Linked DNA regions of Sus scrofa: region 1 is linked to region 2. Evidence: chromatin contacts called from public HiChIP or PLAC-seq data. All regions are on one chromosome and are shown on one strand. Each heading gives the region's core, a stretch centred on a gene start, on an enhancer-like site or on the middle of the called end of the contact. The rest is flanking DNA. Distances are from core to core; before and after follow the strand shown.

Evidence for each region. HiChIP or PLAC-seq counts read pairs in DNA pulled down with a chosen protein or histone mark.
Region 1: a contact with region 2 is called in an H3K27ac HiChIP or PLAC-seq map of alveolar macrophages. The contact joins two enhancer-like sites. A contact is called at or near these places in 1 of 47 Hi-C or Micro-C datasets (epiblast stem cells) and 2 of 2 datasets of contacts at active chromatin or transcription factors (alveolar macrophages and skeletal muscle).

The regions. Positions count from the first base shown.
Region 1 is chr13:126,359,823-126,365,841 of Sscrofa11.1, reverse strand. The region is part of intron 8 of LPP (lipoma-preferred partner); the gene reads right to left. Among named protein-coding and RNA genes, the nearest start is that of MIR28, 81 kb to the right of the region's middle. Within about 2 kb of position 2,886, at least 3 of the 83 cell types and tissues checked have an H3K27ac peak or open chromatin away from gene starts, as enhancers often do. A contact at or near this core is called in alveolar macrophages, where this site is marked.
Region 2 is chr13:126,024,775-126,031,187 of Sscrofa11.1, reverse strand. All of the region lies in intron 3 of LPP (lipoma-preferred partner), which reads right to left. Among named protein-coding and RNA genes, the nearest start is that of LPP, 250 kb to the right of the region's middle. Within about 2 kb of position 1,782, at least 7 of the 83 cell types and tissues checked have an H3K27ac peak or open chromatin away from gene starts, as enhancers often do. A contact at or near this core is called in alveolar macrophages, where this site is marked.

The DNA of each region.
Region 1 (6,019 bases), core at 1,637-4,136, 330 kb before region 2:
AACTGTAATAATTAAATGTCCTCTACATCGATGCTGAAAGCTTCCTTTTCATTCTTAAATTTTTATAATTTTTGGTTTTCCCCTTAATTCTTGATTATCTTCACTGGATGTTCACTTTACTATGCTTTTCAAAGAATCATCTCCTGAACTTAAAAATTCTAATATTTTTCAATGCATCAAGAACTGCCTTCATTTAAACTAATCCCTTTTCCCTTTGGGTTGCTTTTGTCATTTCCAGTTTTTTAGGTTCATATATTTGCACTCTTTCTTGTTGCAATTAATGATTACCAACTTTACCTGGAATTCCACTTTGGCTGCATCTCATTCTCCTTGTCATGCAGTGTTATTACCATTACTTTCCAAGAAATTTTTTTAAACTCAAGAGTATGTTTATTGTTTATCCTTTTATGGGTTTCTTGCCTTACTGTGCTGACATGCACAACCAGTCAGCCAAAGTAGAAGCTGTCTATATTTTCCTTTTGGACTATAATATGATGCTTTTCTAAATATTCCATGATTTGGAAAGAAGATATAATCTCTTTGGTTGTATGGATTAAATCAATGATATCTAATCATATTATCCAACTTCTATAATTGGTTTGTCAGAGATTATAAGAAATATGTTAAAGTTTTATAAAGACTACGGTTTTACCATCTTCATCTCATATTTCATCAATATTTTTGTATCATATTTCAATGTAATGCTATTTAATGAAAAAAGGCTCAAGATCATTTTTCAGGAACTATGACATTTGTCAATAAAATAGTGTTCTTTGGCTTATGTGATAGTTTTGTCCTGAACTGTATTTTGTCTATTATTAATATCATAATTAATATCATAATGAGTAGGTAATTAATATTATTTTCTTTTGGTCTGAATTTGGCATTACACCTATTCCTATCTATTTTTAACTATTAGTTTTGTTGATTCATGGCTTATCATAATTTTAGTTATTCTAGATTTCCTACATACTTTTTGATTAATTTATTTGCCTGCTGGAATATTTTTGAGTCACTTTTTTTCAGAAAAGGTATGCAAGTCATATACATTCTTTTTGAGTGTTCATGGAATATTTAAAAGAAACTATTTCTGTAGGAGGCAAAGTTTGATATACTGTTACATAATAAAAGCAAGTTATTAATTAGTACAGACAGTATGATCTCATTGTGTTTGTATGTACATGTAAACATATATATAGGTATGTGGTTACATCTATAAACATATATCATATCCAGGTACACCAAAATAGAAAAAATATGTGGTAAAATGTAAACTGTTCTAATATTTAGATGGGAGAGTTATATGCCCTTTAAAAGTATTTTCTAATTTTTCTCTAGTGAGCATGTGATACTTAAAAACTGAGTTTTTTTTTAATTACTACTATAAGAAAAAAATATTCTGAGCTCATATATGGTAATAGAGAAAAAAATTAATGAGGAAAAATGAAACCTAGTAATAACAAATGAAATTTCCAATAATTTGTTGGATATGTGCAGAGTTGAACTTGAAAATCAAAGACCGGGATCAAGTCCTGGATCTGACACTCATGCTCTGTGGGACTGAGCAAGCTGATTTTTTTCTAAAACCCAAGTTATTACTATTGGAAGTAAAGGCAATAATAATTGTACCTATATTCTAAGATTTTGAGAAAGTGACCTGAGATAAACAAAAAGTGCTGTGTAAAAATTAAGGCACTAAAGAAACATTAGTTATTGCTGTGATTATTTTTAACCATAAAAATGGGCTTTTGTCTTAAAACCTGAGACATTTCGGGGAGAGCAACAAGTAAATGCTCATGGAAAGGCAGGGGCTGTGGTTTTAAGTTGGCAGAAGTTTAGCATTTTAGGCTCTGTAATACTGGAAGCCATGATTCATGTGGTCATCAATTAAAACTGTGGGACTCAAAGGCTATATAATCCCAGGGGGCTGTCAATATCCGCACATTTTTAGGAAGCTGAACTGTAGTTTCAGGGCAGCAGAATGGATCTAGTAATAAAATGCAAGTGAAAAGATCTGTTCCTTAGGCTTCGTTTTGTCTTTTTCTTTGAAAATATCAAAGCCACTATAAATGGGACCAATAATCTCCCCTCTGTCTGTTTCACAAGGTTCTAATGCGTAAGGTGCAGTAAAAGAGGCGCAGGAGCACTGTGAAATATAAGGGGCTGTACAAATGGAGGAGAAAACTATTCGTAGTAGTTAGAATGGTTAAATCTCTCAAGAGCATACTTGACAAATTTTCCTCTCTCTTGAACCATTTTTCTCTTTCCTGGGAGAGTGCTTATAGGAGGATGATGTAATTAACATTAAGAAGAAAGCGCGTGTGTGCGTGTGTGAGTGGATGGGTGGTATGTGGGAAAGAGAGAGAGAGAGGGAGAGAGAGAGAGAGAGAGAGACCCACTACTTGGGGATGAGAGAGCAGGAGGGGTATGTAATTAAGGAAAGAGGAGAGAAGTTCACCTGAATTTCTCAAGTTTAGTCTAAACTCTCAGGTCCGTTGCTAATACCCACATAAAGCACTAGCCATAACTGCTTTTAAAACATTTTATTAGGTGGAATTGAGCATATAAAAGACAACCTTCCTGCAAAGGTACAAAACCTACCTCTTAAAGTAGGTTGAAAAGTTAGAATGTTTTAACTGTAGCCATTTAGTGACACAGGGAGAAAAAAAGCTGTTAGTGTGTGAGCCACTAATGCGCAAATTCAGGAACTTTTAAGTGTTTAGTCTCATGTGAAGTTGGCCTCCTATTTCCTTAAGTCTTTTAATCACTTGGATTGTAACTGTAATAAAAATGCCTGTACCAACTTCCACTACCAGAGAGTCAGGAGCTGGATTCCATCCACTCTGAGTAAGAGCCCTGGTTTAGGGGAAGATCCTTGGCTGCCATCTCATAAACAGACTTGCTGAGCATCTCTGATGCACTGTGTCTCTAGGCCCAGACTCTTTGGCAATGCTGAGAACACAGCAATTCTTTTGTAAATCTGTACTTAGAAGCCTGTCTCATTGAGGGCAGTGGGAAGTATGGTTGCTTCCCATACCAACACAAAAATCTTAAGAAAAACATTAACCTCTTCTCATATATGTCCTCATATTCCTTCTATGACATCTATTTATTGCAGGATTTCCATAGCAACTGCAGCTATGAAATTACCCCAAACTTAGAGGATTTCTAAATTCCATCAGATTAAGCCAAAGAAAAAAAAGCAATGAAAATGTTATTAATCAGATTAAGCCCTTGTATTAGTAAATGATTTCTTCATCATGTAGAAAATATTACTCCTGTTCACTCCTTCTCTTTGAAGAATGGTTAGAAGTTAATATTTCCCTTTAATAAATGAGGATACTGGTACTCACAGATTAAATGATTTATTTCACATCATACCAGGAAAGCAAAGACTAGGACCAAGGTATGCTATTTATATCACTTTTCTTCCCAAGGAAGCTTAGTGCTCTAATTTTAATATGTTTATTTAAACAAATCCATAAGAATAATCAAAACTAAGCTTTTAAGAGATGTATCACCAAAGAAAAAAAGCATCTTAATGATTTTGCTAATTACAGAAACCCAAATTAAAAACTATTATATAATGCACCTATTCAGTTGGTTCAAAATAAATGTAAATAAACCTCTTCAATAGTGGACAGGTTATAGTTTAACATTTGGTCTCATTATTGTTGATGGTTCTCTAAAGTGAAAATATCTTTTTAAAGAAATCTAGTAAAAGCTCTTCAAATTGCCATAAATTTGGTAATATAAATCACAGAATTTATGCTAAGAAAGCAATTCAAAATAAAATTAAATAAAATTTTACTCAGTTATTTATAGGCATGTTTTTTATAATACTAAAAGATTGGAAAATATCCATTATCTGTCCAGTAGCAAATGGTTTTAAAAAGTAGTGTGTAAACTAAACATATGAAAAGCTAAAAATGGAAATTATTAACAATGAAAAGCTATATATATATATATATATATACATATATTTATATTGTCAATCAATAGAAAATACAAAAGAAAGCATGTACAAAATGATTAAAGTGAAACACAATGCCTTACTGAATCAAATTTGTTTAATCCTATGTACATGTAAGGATTAAGGATTCAAGAGGATATAGGTAAATCTGAATAATCACTGAATCAAAGATAAAGCCATAACTGGTATATTTTCTCTCCAAATTACTTAAATGTTTAATTTAAATATGATCTTCAGTTGATCAATAACCAATTGGGGCAAGAATAAATTAAATTTATGTTAGACTCGTCTCCTTTCCGAACTCAGAGCATCAAACAGGATGGTCCTTACACAGAAATAATTAACTAAGACGCTATCTTCAATATTCTGATTCCATTAATAATAATAAAAAAGGCACAGACTGAGGCCCAGGGCTTAGGTTTTCTCTGCTTTGAAAGGGATCTCTTCAGACATATTGTTTCCACTAATGGAACAGGAGGTAATTTGACTGGATGACATTGCAGGTGCTTCCTTTTCTAAGGGCTCTGGTTCAAAGGGAGATACACACAGCCCTAGGGTTCTTCTCAATACAAACTCTATCTTCAAAACAAATGTTTCATTTTATTCTTCCCGCTTCCCCAACCTCCGCACAAGAAAACCCTTTACATTTTTAGTGCGGCAGCTTATTGGACTTATAAAAGTTCAGAAGAAATTAAAATGCTAAAACATCCATCTGAGGACTTGAGGGCTGTACTGAACTCTGAAATCAATATCGAACAAGGGTTTTGGAGTAAAGCTTAACTAAATTCTGATAAGAATTAAATTACGTTTAGAGTCACCACGGATAAATCTCATTAAAGAGAAATCTTGACTAAAGTTTCTTATGAGGGAGTGAAGTCAAGAAGGATGGTAAAAATTTCCATTATTTGAATTCACCCACTTCTTCCAAGGATGTGATTAAATATGAGCCAGGTCATGTTCCTTGTCATGAACATAGTACAGTAACAGGCAACCAAAGCAGAAGGAAAATGGGTCCTAAAGAAATACCAAGATGTTACACCTGGGATGGAGACTGAAACTTAAGTCCATTATTCGAGAAACCCATAATTAGCTAGATTAAACTTTTTTTCAGTTTTACCACACACTCAGGAGAGCAAGCCAAGCATTAAAAAAAAATGGGAGAGAGGTATGTCTGAGAGGGTAAAACAATTTCCCAAGCCCAATGTATCTCACTGCACATGTAAGGCCCTCCCTTTCAGAAATGCTGAATAGGCCAGAAATCTTATCAAAATTAATCTCAGAATAACATTCATTCCACTTCCACTCCCTGAGCCAGTCAAGGATTGCTGGATTGCCTCATTTCATATTCATAGGCCTTTGGTCAAAATCCTGCAACCATCACCATTCTATATATGAGGAAACTGAGGTCAGCAAAGATCAAGTAACCTTCCCAATTTTCATGACATTTTTAGCTCATAAGAAAACTGAAGGAGGCAGCCACAGGAGCATCATTCAAATAGCAAGAATAAAAATGCAGCAAGAATAAAAATGCAGTAAAAAAAAAAGGTGGGGGAATGAAAAATAGGCACAAGAACTACAAAGCCACCTGTGGTCACTTAGTGTATGGACAAATGGCCTTAGGTGTTTCCAGAGGCTCTGCTGACATCACTGCTACAGAGCTCACTGCAATAAATAATTTCACTGTGGTCCTAGGTCATTGTGAATGACAATCCACACAGTATGTTTACAAAGGCAGGGAATTTTGTCATTTTCTTTTTCAACAAAGAAGATTTCAAAGAGTGGTATCTGAAATATTCATATTTCCTAAAAAGACAAGCTTCTGTTCACTAGACTTTCCCTGATATGTAAGTGTTCCTTCCAAATCAACAACAGACATCATTGTGTTTGGGTTTATTTTCTGGACAAGCTAAAAACTTGCAGTGTCTGCAAAACACATGGGGACTAGGAGTGTGAACAACTGAATACAGACCTAGCTCTGACACTAATGAGAGATAAGTCACTTTCCTCCTCCCTGTATCTCTGTGCTCTTACTTCTAAAGAGGGGTT
Region 2 (6,413 bases), core at 533-3,032:
CTTAAAACTATCAGTGTTTGTATATTTAATTTGAGCCACCTCAATAAATGTCATACTTATCATTTATTCAGTAAGTAGTCATTGAATGCCTCATTTGCACCTCAACCACGTTAGACACCATGAATTGAATGGTGACCAGCGAAGAGTTCCTGCTCTTGAGGTCAAATTGGCTAGTTGGCAAGGTAACTCTGATGATGCCTCCCTAGAAAAAACATTTGTTTAATTTGTTTTTCTGTTTGTTCTTCACCATTCCTTTCCAGAGACTCCTAACTCAAAAGTGGTTAAGGAAGAGGTCCTATTTAATGACAACTGGTTACCATTCAAGCGATGTGATCAGATTGTTACAGATTTTTCCTCCCTGAGGGCACATTTTTAAAACTTTAAGTACTAACTAAACTCCATGGCTAAAGATTATAAATTCCTAAGATTAAAAAATATGTCCACATTTTATGAGAGCAGATTTCTAATCAAAATAAAGACAAACTTTCCAAAAACTCAGAACTGTCCAAAGACAGAAAGGGCAGTTTCAGTTTCACACACTAAAAATATTCAAGAAAAGCATGAAAAACATCTTGTTAGACGTGATAGGAACTCAAGTATCAGAGGAGAGATTGGACTGTCTCAGTGGTTCTAAGACTTGGAAAATGTTTTTAAAAAAGAAAAGGTGCCTATCCTAGACCAATTATATTAGAATTATCTGAGAGTGAAGGCCAAGTCTCAGCATTTTTTTAAAGTTCCCCAGGTGATTCTTGCATGTCGTGAAGGTAGAGAACTACTGAGACATTTAAAGTCCTCTGCAATATAGCACAGGTTGTGTTCTAAAAAGTTTGTGGATTTTTAAGCCCTTAAGTAAGAGTACAACACAGCCATAAAGTGGCACAGGCTCTTCCACTTTAGGAAGGTCATCAAGGAGAAAAGCACTGGGCAACAATATTGCCTATAACAAGTCCAAGTTCTAAGATGTGCTCATGAGGGAGAAAAGCTAGAACTATCAGTAATTTACTGGATACAGACAGAGAAAGGGAGACACACATTTTGAGATTCCAGAGACCATTATTCCATCAAGGTCTCTATGGAATAGTTGTACTAAGATATGCATTTTAGGTTATTAGGAGTTCTTGCTTCTTTTCTTCCCTTTATATATGTTTTTAAACAGAACCCCCCCCCCCAATCACAATCTCAACTTTTGTAAAGTTGCAGTTAAGTTAATGAAATGTTTGCAAAATTCAGTGGGATTTTGGGAAGACTGGCAGGAGAGACAGCTTAGTAAAATTATAATATCAAAGCTAAGGCAGTGGCTTTGGTATTGAACATAGTTCTACCAAAGGCATAAAAAGCAAGGGTATAATAAGCTCATGGCCCCCACTGCATGCCTATGATTTCCAAGTACCATAAAATGCTAACACTATAACACCAGAAAACATCCTATTTTTAGTACTTGAGGTTGTTTTTGAAAATTGCCATGCCATTGAAACTTTTTTTTTTTTAAACTACATCTTTTCCATCCCTTCACATAATGATCATTGACCAAGATACCCTAGAGCCAAACGCAAACAGTGACAGCAAGGTTGGCAGAACCTGGGAAGGGAAAAGTCCACCTATCCCCTTCAGTGGCTCAGAGGAAGAGAAAGGTAAATGGGGAATAGAAAGGTGAGTACATTGGTCATGGCCAGAGTGAAAGCTGGCATTGGCCCCAAGAGAAAAATGCAGAAGTTCTGACTCTCAGCCCTTATTGCAAACCACCCGTCATTCTCACTTCCCCTGCCAGCAGAGCTGACTTTTGCCAGGGAGGGAAGAACTAGTTTCACAAGCAATTATCATAATAAGAAAAAAGGGTGGGGTATGAGGGAATCATAGGCACAGTGGATTGTTTTTTGACTATAAGATCACTGTCAGGCTTTCAAAAGAAATGAATTTGTTCCCTCAACGTTTTACTAGACCAGTTTATAATAAAAATCAAATCAGTAAGTATGACTTGCATTGATATAGCTGAACCTTCGACTCAGGAATACGAAAAGCTCCAGAGGATGGAGAGAGGCAAACTTGACCTGAACAGTTAAGTTGCAAAAACATAAAAGCTATCATAAAAGACACCACAAATGAGCTAGGGCAGGAAAGCAAATACGGATTTTCTACAGCCATTAATTGCCATATTACCATTATTATCATTACATAACACAGTAGCATATGGGCAGTATTAAATGGTGTATTTTCCAAAGAGAGTCTGGCCAACTGGGTTAGGCAATGGCCTCCTTGAATCAAAACCTATCGCTCCTTGAGGCTTGCATAGCTGCCTTGATTAAACACAGTGGCAGGCTCCACAGTTGAACGGACGATTCTTCTTTTTTTGAAGGGAGGTAGAATAGAGTAATTGCCAGATGTTTGCAATTTTAGCTATAAAAAGATGGCTGCTTTCCATTCCTGAGTATGTTGAATCTTTTTTTTTTTCTTTCTACCCAAGCTATTGTGGTTCACTAAAATAGGCCACTGCACTGATGAATCATCATTCAAAACTGCATTAATGGAAGCAGAACAAATATGACATTTTAAATTCACATATAAGAGGAATAAGTAAAAATGTATGGGTAATAATTACATGCCAGGCAATAGAAAGCATATTATAGTATAAAGGACTCAGGAATCTCCTTGATTGCTTTGTACCTGTAGAACCGGGTACAAGCAGTTTCATCACAGAACTTCCATCGCCTCAATAATCAAATGTGAATGAATATCTGTGTGGCCTCCCTCTCAGAGGAAAGAACCCATGCCTTATCCATCTCTATGCCTCACCTTATAAATGCACTGCCCAGAGGAGATGTGCAAACAAATATGAACATGTTATCAAAACCATATATTGTGATATAATTGTGTCTACATGTTATATTGTACAGTCATTGCATTTTTTAATGTAATTATTAGAACCCCCACTTCCATCACCACCAAATTCTCAGTTCTCTTTTTAGACTCTACCTCCTAATATGGCAAGAGGAAAAGGGAAAGCTGGCTTTCATTTAACCAACATTGATATAAATGGCTTGGGAGACTGGTGACCTCTAAAACAGGGGAGGTTATCTTTCTTAATGAGTGGAGTTAAGCATCTCTTTGAGGATCTGATGACATATGGACCCTCTCCCTGAAAAAGTTATACACATAGACCAAGAGTAAACACAATTTTAAGAGACTGGCTAAATTTCAAATATGAATCCCAGAGATGAATAGGACCCAAGATAAAATTCCTAGCAAATCAATTAATTATTTTCCTGTAATGATATAATTACTAACATCTCTAAAATCTCTCTGCCTCATTTGATAATCTGGAAAACAAAAAAGACTTTTTAAATTAATAAAAATCACTGGTTTACTTTATAGTTTTCATTACATAATGTTCACTTACATTATTATCTATAATACTAATTCAATAAAAAAAAATGCTCCTTCTTTGGGAGCTCCCATCATGGCTCAGCAGTAACAAACCCAACTAGCATCCATGAGGACTAGGGTTCCCTCCCTGGCCTCACTCAGTGGGTTAAGGATCTGGCGTTGCCATGAGCTGTGGCGTAGGAAAGTAGCTGCAGCTCCAATCCAACCCCTAGCCTGGTAATGTCCATGTGACTCAGTTGAGGCCCTAAAAAGCCAAAAACAAAACAAAAAAAAAAAAAACAAAAAACAAAAAACAAAAAACAAAACCCTCCTTCTTAAAGAGATACCATAAAAATGAATCCTTTCTTCTTCTATATTGATATAGTTCAAGTAACGTTTCTCTCCGAGAAAGGTGTTTTGCATTCAGAAAAAGGACCTATCAACATAGTATAATTTAACAGGAATAAAACAAGATAATCCTAAAGTGTCAATTAGCAAAGCATTATCATAGAATAAAAAAGGATAAAACCAAGGTGTTTTCAAAATTGGCCAACCATAGTTATATTTGGACAATTATGATTAAAAATCTATGGATGAAAAAACTATGAATTATTACTCCTAGGGTTAATATTCACACTTTAATTTTAATAATAATAATAGCAACAATAAAGATGGCAGCTTCCATCAATTTGACCATTATCTTGTGACAGACACTCTGCCAATTTATTTGCTTAATTTTAAAAACAACTCTTAGAGATATATGTACCTCTATTTTAATGTAAGAACAAATTGAAAGAGCTTAGGTAGCCACTTAAACTAGTAAGGCCAAATTCCTAGAGAAGTAAAGGGTAAAATCAAAACTTGAACTCAGATCTACCTGAGGTTAATCTACATCCTGCCACCCCAATACCTCCCCTCTTTTAACCTTCTGATCTGGTCCTGGCCCCAAGAAACTTCAATTAAACCATCTGAGAAGTTGAACATAAAGCCACTTCACAAACAGAATTTATAGCTTTATATTTTTAGTTACATTATCATTTTCATTTGTCAGGTTTCTAATGAAAATAAAAACTGTTTAAGGGCTGGAATGTGTTTTTACTCTTTTCCCATCTGTTATAGAGCCCTGTTTAATAAAAATGGTATGAGATAAATCTGAATTGGGCCTAGTAGGGGAACTGAAGTAAGGCAGAGGGTGAGATATGAAAATGCAAATTCAGTCTACCAGGAACCACATTGGGTGGGTATGTATGACACTTCAAATGGTGACATTTCAAGATACACATCATATAACTTGGAGATTTCTTTCTCAGTAAATAATTTTTACAGAGGAAGCACTTAATACACCACAGGACATGATAATATATGAACATATTAATAACAAAAATATCAGTAAACTTAAATGTAATTTTAATCTCATTTTAATATCAATAAAACCATCAATGACATCTAACAAGCTAAGCAAGATGACATAATTCACCAGAATTAATGGATATGTCAAGTGATTTTCCAAAGACTCTCTGAAATAATGTCTTCTTGGTAATGACGTATAGGAATCACTTTGGTTGTTTTAACTTTCATCCATCATTCCATATACACCAATGCACAGGTGATTCTAAGCAATTTTCACATGTTATTTCAATTTCCATACAGCTCTGAATGGTCATGATTAAGAAAAATAATGGTGAGAATTTTTTCTTCTTTTAATAGAAAATAATAATAGCACTAACATGAGATACAACTTAGTGTTGAGGAAAAGCTCTGTAATTGAAGGTAAAAAGCAAGGATTCAAATCCCAGCTTTGCCCTGTGCTGATTGTTTCACTTTGTGTTATAATCTCTGTAGACCCAGGGTCATAATAACCAACTTTTACAGTGTAACTAAAAAGGTTAGATTAACAGCAAAGCAGAGTGGACTTTAGAAGAAATGACTAATAAATCCACTAAGGGAGTTCCCACTGTAGCTCAGTGGGTTAACAACCTGATACTTTCTCTGTCAGGATGCGGGTTCAATCCCTGGCCTCGCTCAGTGGGTTAAGGATCTGGCATTGCCACAAGCTGCAGCGTAGACTGCAGATAAGGCTGGGATCCAGTGTTGCTATGGCTGCGGCACAGGCCTCAGATGCAGCTCTGATTCAGCCCCTGGCCCAGGAACTTCCATATGCCACAGGTGCAGTCATAAAAAGAAAAAAAAAAAATCCATTAAAAAGTTTTTCATTCTTCCAACAACATTCTGCCATAGAAATCATTTTAGTAATAGCAATAATCAACATTTACTATAAAGCAGTTATTCAATATCACCTGCCCATGCTTTACTTAAAGGAAAATACTAAAATTTTGGTCAAATGTGGCTTCTATGTTTATAAGCTTCACCAATGGTCCTCTGAATTTCAGATTTTTTTTTTCATTTGTCTCCAGGAAGCTTAATAATAAAGGAACCATAATACATTACAGTAGATGGTAGTGATTAAATTAGAGATTATGTGGGAAAGCGCTTCAAAATCTCTTCTCACACATATACACACACATCTTTAAAGTTGCAAGTTGTAATGAATATTTCATAATAAAGTTCTTCTTTCATTGCTTCCTATTTTCTCAGGATCACTCCAAAAAAAAAGAGATAAACCAGAACAAAATACTTTTTTTTAGTTGGCTCACATCACACATTCTTAAAGATGAGTGTTTGACTAGGTAAAAAGGCTGGTTTGACCTAGTTTGCGTAGAATTAAAAGAGAGACGATTTTTTTCCCCTTCTTTTTTGTCATAGCATCTGCAAATACAGAAACATTTCATTTTCAAGCATGATAGACACTTGGAGAGAAATGGCATGATCCTTCTTGCCAGGACCAGCAAGATGGTACTTCTTGCCCACGGTGCAATAAGATTAGTATATTCTTATTTCTTGGTGCTTCTTCCCTGTAGCTACTCAACTTCCTGGAGCTATTCCTAGAGATATATGTCAAAGCACACGAGATGTTGAGTCCACTCAGTGAAGTTACTTTGCTCATTGCAAAGCTCCCAAGTGTCTAAGTATGTCAGAGAAGAGCTGCTAAAATT